Linked DNA regions of Anas platyrhynchos: region 2 is linked to region 1. Evidence: chromatin contacts called from public Hi-C data. All regions are on one chromosome and are shown on one strand. The core of a region is the stretch at or near the end of the contact, and the rest is flanking DNA. Distances in the headings are between cores, read along the strand shown.

Evidence for each region. A called contact is a pair of places that touch in the nucleus more often than the background predicts.
Region 2: a Hi-C map of liver shows a contact between it and region 1, with 3 times the contacts expected there. The contact joins two enhancer-like sites. A contact is called at or near these places in 5 of 8 Hi-C or Micro-C datasets (F5 follicle, liver, skeletal muscle and 1 more).

What each region holds. Positions count from the first base shown.
Region 1 is chr1:55,292,942-55,296,219 of IASCAAS_PekinDuck_T2T, reverse strand. LOC119715660 (a long non-coding RNA gene) reads right to left here. Exons shown (of 4, transcript XR_005262945.2): 2 at 2,817-3,278; 3 at 2,549-2,641. Among named protein-coding and RNA genes, the nearest start is that of MB, 17 kb to the right of the region's middle. Within about 2 kb of position 1,564, at least 1 of the 8 cell types and tissues checked has an H3K27ac peak or open chromatin away from gene starts, as enhancers often do.
Region 2 is chr1:55,362,628-55,366,171 of IASCAAS_PekinDuck_T2T, reverse strand. No RefSeq gene overlaps it. Among named protein-coding and RNA genes, the nearest start is that of MCM5, 11 kb to the left of the region's middle. Within about 2 kb of position 1,446, at least 3 of the 8 cell types and tissues checked have an H3K27ac peak or open chromatin away from gene starts, as enhancers often do.

The DNA of each region.
Region 1 (3,278 bases), core at 315-2,814:
CTTTCCTGTAACACCTGTAAAAGCAACAGATCCCGTGCTATAGATCCCTTCACAGCACCTGACACGTGGGAGTCCCCCCCTCCTTGGGGTTCTCACTACAACCCACAAAACCTCTGCCACCATTAAAAGGCTATTATCTGATGACACAGAATTAAGCATTACAACAGAGATTACATCTTCACGCTCTGAAATTGCTGACAAAGCCTTGCTAGGGCAGGAGTCCTTTTCAAAGCTGTGATGAGGCTCTCCCACGTGAGATTCACACTTTGAGGAACTGATCATTTCACTGTCAAACAAAAGCCATATGGCTGGATGCTGTACACAAATGACTCCATGCAGAAATAGATGTCCAATTAAGGGAAAATATGTTTCCAAAATCTTTTTGTCTCCTGCAGTTTATAAAGTGTTGTTTGTTGTTTTTTTTTATTGACTTTTTCTGTCAGTCAATTGTTTTATTCTTAACTGAATTAGTAAACTCCTATGCACCAAAGCCTCTACTTAGAAAGAGCAGTCTCCACTATTTGGTTTTGTTGCTTTTAGTAGCAGAAAAGCTACCTTTTTTTTTCTTTTTTTTTTTTTTCCTACTCTGTATTTTGCCCCAAAGCCTTTTGTGCTATTGTAATTCAGTGGATGTAAGATCTATTTTTAAGGAAACCTGCAGAGGTTCAGAAAACCTCAAAAGCAGGCCCTGCAAGCTTTCCAGTGCTGTTAAGGATGCTAAAGATAAGCCAAAAGTTTTAAGATGAGATAAGCAAGAATTATAAGATAGGAGGAGATAGTGCAATGATGTAATTTATACCACTTAGAAAGTACAGTCCCTGCATCAAATTTAAATGACTTCTAATGAGGAAAAAAAAAAAAAGCTGAGTTTGCAAAGCAGATCTTTTTTCCCAGCAGAGATACCCATATACCTCATACATAAGCATTACTTAGAGGTTGTAAAGGCAGCATGATGCATGGAGAGAGGAAGGGAAAAGTGCTGGGAGCAGATGCGTGCTGGGCAGGTCTGGATGGCTGGGGTGTTTGGGTGTCACATCGTTCTTCTGGGCTTGTCCATCCCAAATACCTCAGTGTTACCATTCTGCAGTGGGTGCTGAAGTAAAGATCCCCATCCTTCCTAGCCCTCGAGCAGGACGTGCCACATTTAGGCAGCTGCAACTGACTGGGGTGAGAGGGGCAGGGACTTTAGCTCATTTTCTCCCAAACACCATGCCCTGTTGCACAAGGAAACGCGACATTATTTCACTACAGGACATCACACAGTCAAGGCAGCTTTATGCCGCTCAGAAGCATCACCACTGCTGCAGAAACAAGGAGGAGACCCAGCCACAGGGCAGCGTGTGGCAGGACAGGAGCTTCAGTGCAGCTTCACCAAGCCGAATATCAGCGTGGCAGCTCAGATGCCATCTCTCACAGTCTGCCTCTGGAAAAAAAGATAAAAATAAAAAATAAAAATGTGGTGACAGGTCGAGGTCCCGCCCGGTCCCGCTGCAAGCCCACCCGAGGCCGCCATTGCTCCCCCCTCGGCAGCTGTGGCGGGCGGCGAGGCGGCAGGACGCCATCTTGCGGCGCCTCCCCACCTCGGGCCGTCTCGTCCTTCTCCCTCCTCGTTTGTTTCAAATTCTTAAGGAAAGGCAAATTCCCTCCTCTCTATCTGTTCCTCAGGTTGTGCTGCTGTTTCTATCGAAGAAAATACTACCTTGCTCTGGAAAGCAGCTTGCTATCAAAGCAACATCCAAGTCTGGGTTTGCATCAGTGCAAATGTATCCTGGACAAGTCTTGGTAGGATCTTTTATACAAACTTGTGCTCTGTGCTGCACAGTGGACATACACACACCTTCTGGCATAGCATGTCTTAGTATATCACATCTCTTTGGACATGTTTCTTTTCGTATATCTCACATCTCATAATCACATTTTCATGTTTTGAAAACATAAGGAGCTGCTCCACATACCCTGCTTTGTCTGCATCCAGTCCTTTATCCCCTTTAGGATAACTCAAACGACAGTCACTGTAAGTGCTATAGTGGCACTTCGTGTCTTAAACTAGAACAAACAGGTTGTTTTGTTTTGTTTTGCTTGCTTTAGAAAGCAGTAGAGATCATCTGTAAAGTCTGAGGTCATCTTGTCTGTCCTTGAGTACAGTGTGGCTAAAGAATTTTCCTCTACAAACATCGAGTTGAGCCCTTAATAAACTAATGTCCAATGTGCTATGATTTTTTTTTCTTCTTCTTTTTTTTAAATCAGCAACTGAATTACTGTATTCAGTGTTATTGCATTCTTCACCTCCCCTCTCTGGCTGCTTCTTCTAACCACTTCAGGCTGCCTCTTCTGACACCTTCTACCTAGCTTAATCAGTCTTTGAAGTCCTTTGTGTTATGGTGCCTATACCTACAGCTACTGTTGTCTTTTATGACCACTCAAAGGAGTTGCATGAAGAACAGGCAGATCCATTTGAGTGTATTTTGTGTCTGAATGGTGTTGCTTCTGTACAGTTTAAAGCAATGACGAGTATATGTGGTAATGTAATGAAATAGAGCCACATTACCTTGAGCAACAGGACATAGATAGCATTTGGAAGCAAATGAGCCAAAGCCTGTCTGTTGCTGAGGTGAATGGCCTTTCCTGGAGCACATTACACCTACAAGAGAAATGGTGGAAACCATTTCAGTTTTGTCCATGCAAAAGTGAATGCCCAGCAGAAAGCAGAAGGATAGCTTATGGAATGACAGTCATGCTCATCACATTTAATTTTACCTTTTTTCTCGCTCATGTGGAGTGAAGCCCCTGGAACATTACTAGCGGATTGCTCTTACCTCACTGGGAAAAGGTCATGGTGCAGGCCTCACTGGCAAGAACAAGCTGGCTCAACAAAGTTGTCTTGGTCTCTGTGGAGCAGGGACTGTTTACCCTTTGTGTTTTGTACCTTGTCCAAACACACTGTCAGCCCTCCACTAATTGTATATGATAAAAGCAATTCTTCAAGCAAATCGAAGGCCCTTCATTGAGGAGGGATGATGTTTCCTTCCTTGACAGACAAATGACGCCTTGTGGGAGGCTAGGGAAGATGCTGTATAATGAAATTATTCAGCCAGTCATCTGAATGCAGACCTGCATAGCCCTCTGCTATGTCTGTGGTCAAGGAGCAGGTTGAAATGGAAGATCTGAACTTCCTTCCCCTCACCCCACTTCTTATTCCAGTGTAAGTTCTGTTTTGATGTTTTTGGGCTAGCAGCTGGCTCGGGACATTGGACAGTAACAGTGGGAGAAAGAATATG
Region 2 (3,544 bases), core at 197-2,696, 70 kb before region 1:
ACACAGTGATGGGTCCCAGGCTGTCCCAATTCCTTGCTGTAGGGCCATGGGGTGTGCAATGCTCCCAGCCACCTTTGTTTTACCTTACTTTGCATCCTTATAGGGAAGAAATCCTGATCTTCAGTCCCTCAGGGAGGAAGAACTGGGAATAACAGGGCTGCATCCTCCCCTGGAGCCCAACATCCCCCAAATTGCCAATGTCCAACTGAAAGCACTCTGCCTCCCTCACAAGCTCTCATGGCCCTGTTCAAGCACTGTGTCCCCTCAAATACCCAACACAGCCCCCAAAAAACCATAGTATTATGGTTATTTTCCAGCCACGTGCTGTATGTAGCCCACACAGCACCGTAGCAGGTGTGCCCTACACATCCTGCAGCCCCTGCCACCCCTCCCCAGTACCACCGCCACTTCTTTGGTGGTGGCAGGTGTGGAGGTTGATCACATATAATTTTTTTTTGTTGTTTCTTTTTGGTTGTTTTCATGACATGATACGGAGCGGGAGAGTATTTCTGTGACGGGGATCAGAATGATTGATCTCTTCGTGCTACGAAATGTGTTGATTATATGGTACGAGGTTATGTAAGTGTACATACAGCTCGAAACAACGCTATTTAGCAATTAATGCATGCAGCTCCATCACAAGAAGCGGAGCTGGGCTACGCACAACTTTGACATTATCTTCAAACTCAGCATTGCTGATTAGTAAAGGCTTGTTTTGAATTCACGCCGCAGATGGAAATTTGGGGGGGGGGAATACCAGTTCTCATTTAGGTAGAGGGGTAATTCGTGGGAGTATCTACCCTCATAAGGGTTCAGTGGTCCCCCTGGTGAAGAAGACCAGACCTTTCCTCAGCTTCTAGCCACTTGATAAGGACAGGTGATGTTCCTGGTGAAGGTGATTCTTCTCAGCCATCACTGATGTTCTGGTGCTCTGAGACTTGGGACAAAATCATCGGGTGTCCTTGGATGCCCAAAACCCCTGCTCTTCACTCCAAGGCCAACAGAACAAGTGAAACCAGACAAGCTTAGCCACCTCGTGTCTCAGCAGTGCAGCGTTCCTTCGCCTAGCCTACAGAGCTGACTTTGTCCCCTTTGTCCCCCTCTTTGGGCCAGAGGAGCTGTGCCCTAACAGCATTTGTTCCCTCTCCGCTGACTGTGAGAGGAGGCCAGGGCAACCAGCTCGGGTGGGTGTTTCTGCATCATAGGCACCAAACAGGAGGTGTGCAGATCCTCCCTCTCCTGTGCTGCAATGCGGTATTGGAGGAGAAGGGCTTTGTTGAAGGCTTGCGTTGGGCTCCTGGCCCTGAGGCAGCTTCGCTAGGCTCAATTCCCTGTTGTCCTGCACTAAGCTAACCAGAAGGTTTCTGGGGAAATGTCGGTGGAGCTCCACTACCGCAAAATCCAGCACAGCTGAGTCATCACATCTGCACCACTCGGATCTGCTCCGTCTCCGCGTGAGATGAGAGCTGTTGCAATGCAGCCACATAACCTCTGAGCGTGTTGTGAGTGTCACTTCCTCCGCAAAATAAAACAAAACCCAACTGCAGAGCCCTAGGGGCCATTGCTCAGGGATGCAAGATAAACAGTGGCAAGCACAATATGCTGATATGGGCAACGTGAGAAGCAACCTGACGTGGTCTACCAGGCACTGACCTCAGACAAGCAAAGACCCCATAGAAAGGCACAGACGTGTTGTAGCTTGGGGTGCCTGCAACGTGGTCTGCTGGGGAGTGTATCGTGCTGAGTTTCCGTCCCTTTTGGAGGTCTGAGTAAGTCTGTGATCCCCTAATGCTGGGCTGGGTTCCCTCAAAATCCCAAACCATTCATCGTCCCACAGCCATGAAGTACAAGTGCCTGCTACTGCACTTCATCCCATTTTGCCTATCCATTTGCAACATATTCCCCACCGCTTCCTGCACACCTCTGCTCTGAGTCTCTCCCAGCAATGCCAGTTACCCCGTTTTCTCCTTCTCCACCCCACCTCATGCCTCATGCTTGCTCTCTTTTCCCCTCCATGGCCATCCCCCCATTCACCTTCCTGGCCATTGTAATGTGTCCCTGGCCACCTTGTAGAGCTCCCAGTGCATCTCCTGCTTCTGTTTTCAGGCCTGCCAGCTTCAAAGGCAGGCAGGACACTGGGGTAATAATGTCCTGGATCAGCTCTCAGGGCGTTCTGGTAGAAATGGGACACCAAGGGACATGCATCAGAGAATGTCCCCTGGACCATCTGCTGCTTCTTGGCCATTGCTTTCCTCCTGCCCTTCAGCTTTCATCTGGCCAAACTGTTCCATGTCCTCTCCCTGGTCTTTACCTCACTTCACCAGCCCTTTTGTTAGTAATCTTTTTTTTTTTTTTTCTCTTTTTTCTTTTCTCTGACTGCTGCATGGGAAATCTGGCAAGAAAGCACAAATCTCTAGGCAAAATGGCCAGGAAATACCTGATTTATGTGCCTTTTGTACCACAGTTTTGGGCTCTCAGAATTATCTGCCTGTTTTGATCAAAGTACCAATGAAATACTTGCTCAGTGGAAAGCAGGTCTATCCACAGCTGGCCACATGCTGTGCGCTCATCAGCAACCAGTACCTCTGCGGTATAAATAGACACCTATAAATAGATGTGTAGGCATCTTTCCTGTCTGGAAACCTTCACCTGATGGAATCTGTCAAGTCTCAAGCTGCACCTGGTGCTTTGTGGGCTTCGACTGATCTTGAAGTTGAACTTCATAGAATGAAGTTTTATTGACTAAAGAGTTCTTTGTCAATATTCTCTCTATCAAATCCTTAGTCAATAGAAGTAAGGAGTTAAATGCACACTGCTTGAGATATTTTTCATTTTTTTAGAGGGACTGTTGATGGGTCATCTAGCATACAGGCAATATCACCATCCTAGACCATCATGTCAGAATAAGGAGCACAGTCAAGATTCAGTTACCACCTACTTGTGTTTCATGTTGAGGAGGTGTCTGATGGTCTGACCAGGATGCTGTGCCCAAATGGAGTGCAAGAGGCTGTCACCAGTCTGGAGGTTTGCTTTGCCATCTGTAGGGGCCCAGACGGTGAAGGGTGATGGCCTGGGCTGGGGAGAACTGAAGGTTATGAAGGGAGAACAGCTTGCCTAGTGCCACATGGCTCTCACAGGCTGGTCTGTGGCAGAGTCTTGCATGCCAGATCTTTTGGCAGTAGAGCTGTTGTTACACAATGCCCGAATACCTGGCTTCTCCTGAATCAGGCAATTAAAATATCATGGTTTCCACAGCAACATTGCTACTGCCACGCTGCACCAACATTTTACTGCACTGTGTTGGGGTGCTGATGCAAGTTACAGTAATAGATGTATCACAGGGAAAGAGGGTGAAGCTTCCCCAGTATTGAGACGAACTGAAACTTGAGGTGTTGAGGGTCGAAGGCTCCTTTAGGCCCAGCTCACCTGACCTCCTGCAAGACACAGGCCCCAGAGGTCTGGCCAAGGAGTCCAGTAACTTCAGGGCACCCCATGGGCAAAAATTCTCACTGGCTGCCTTCATCTAATGTACTGCCTTCTTAGT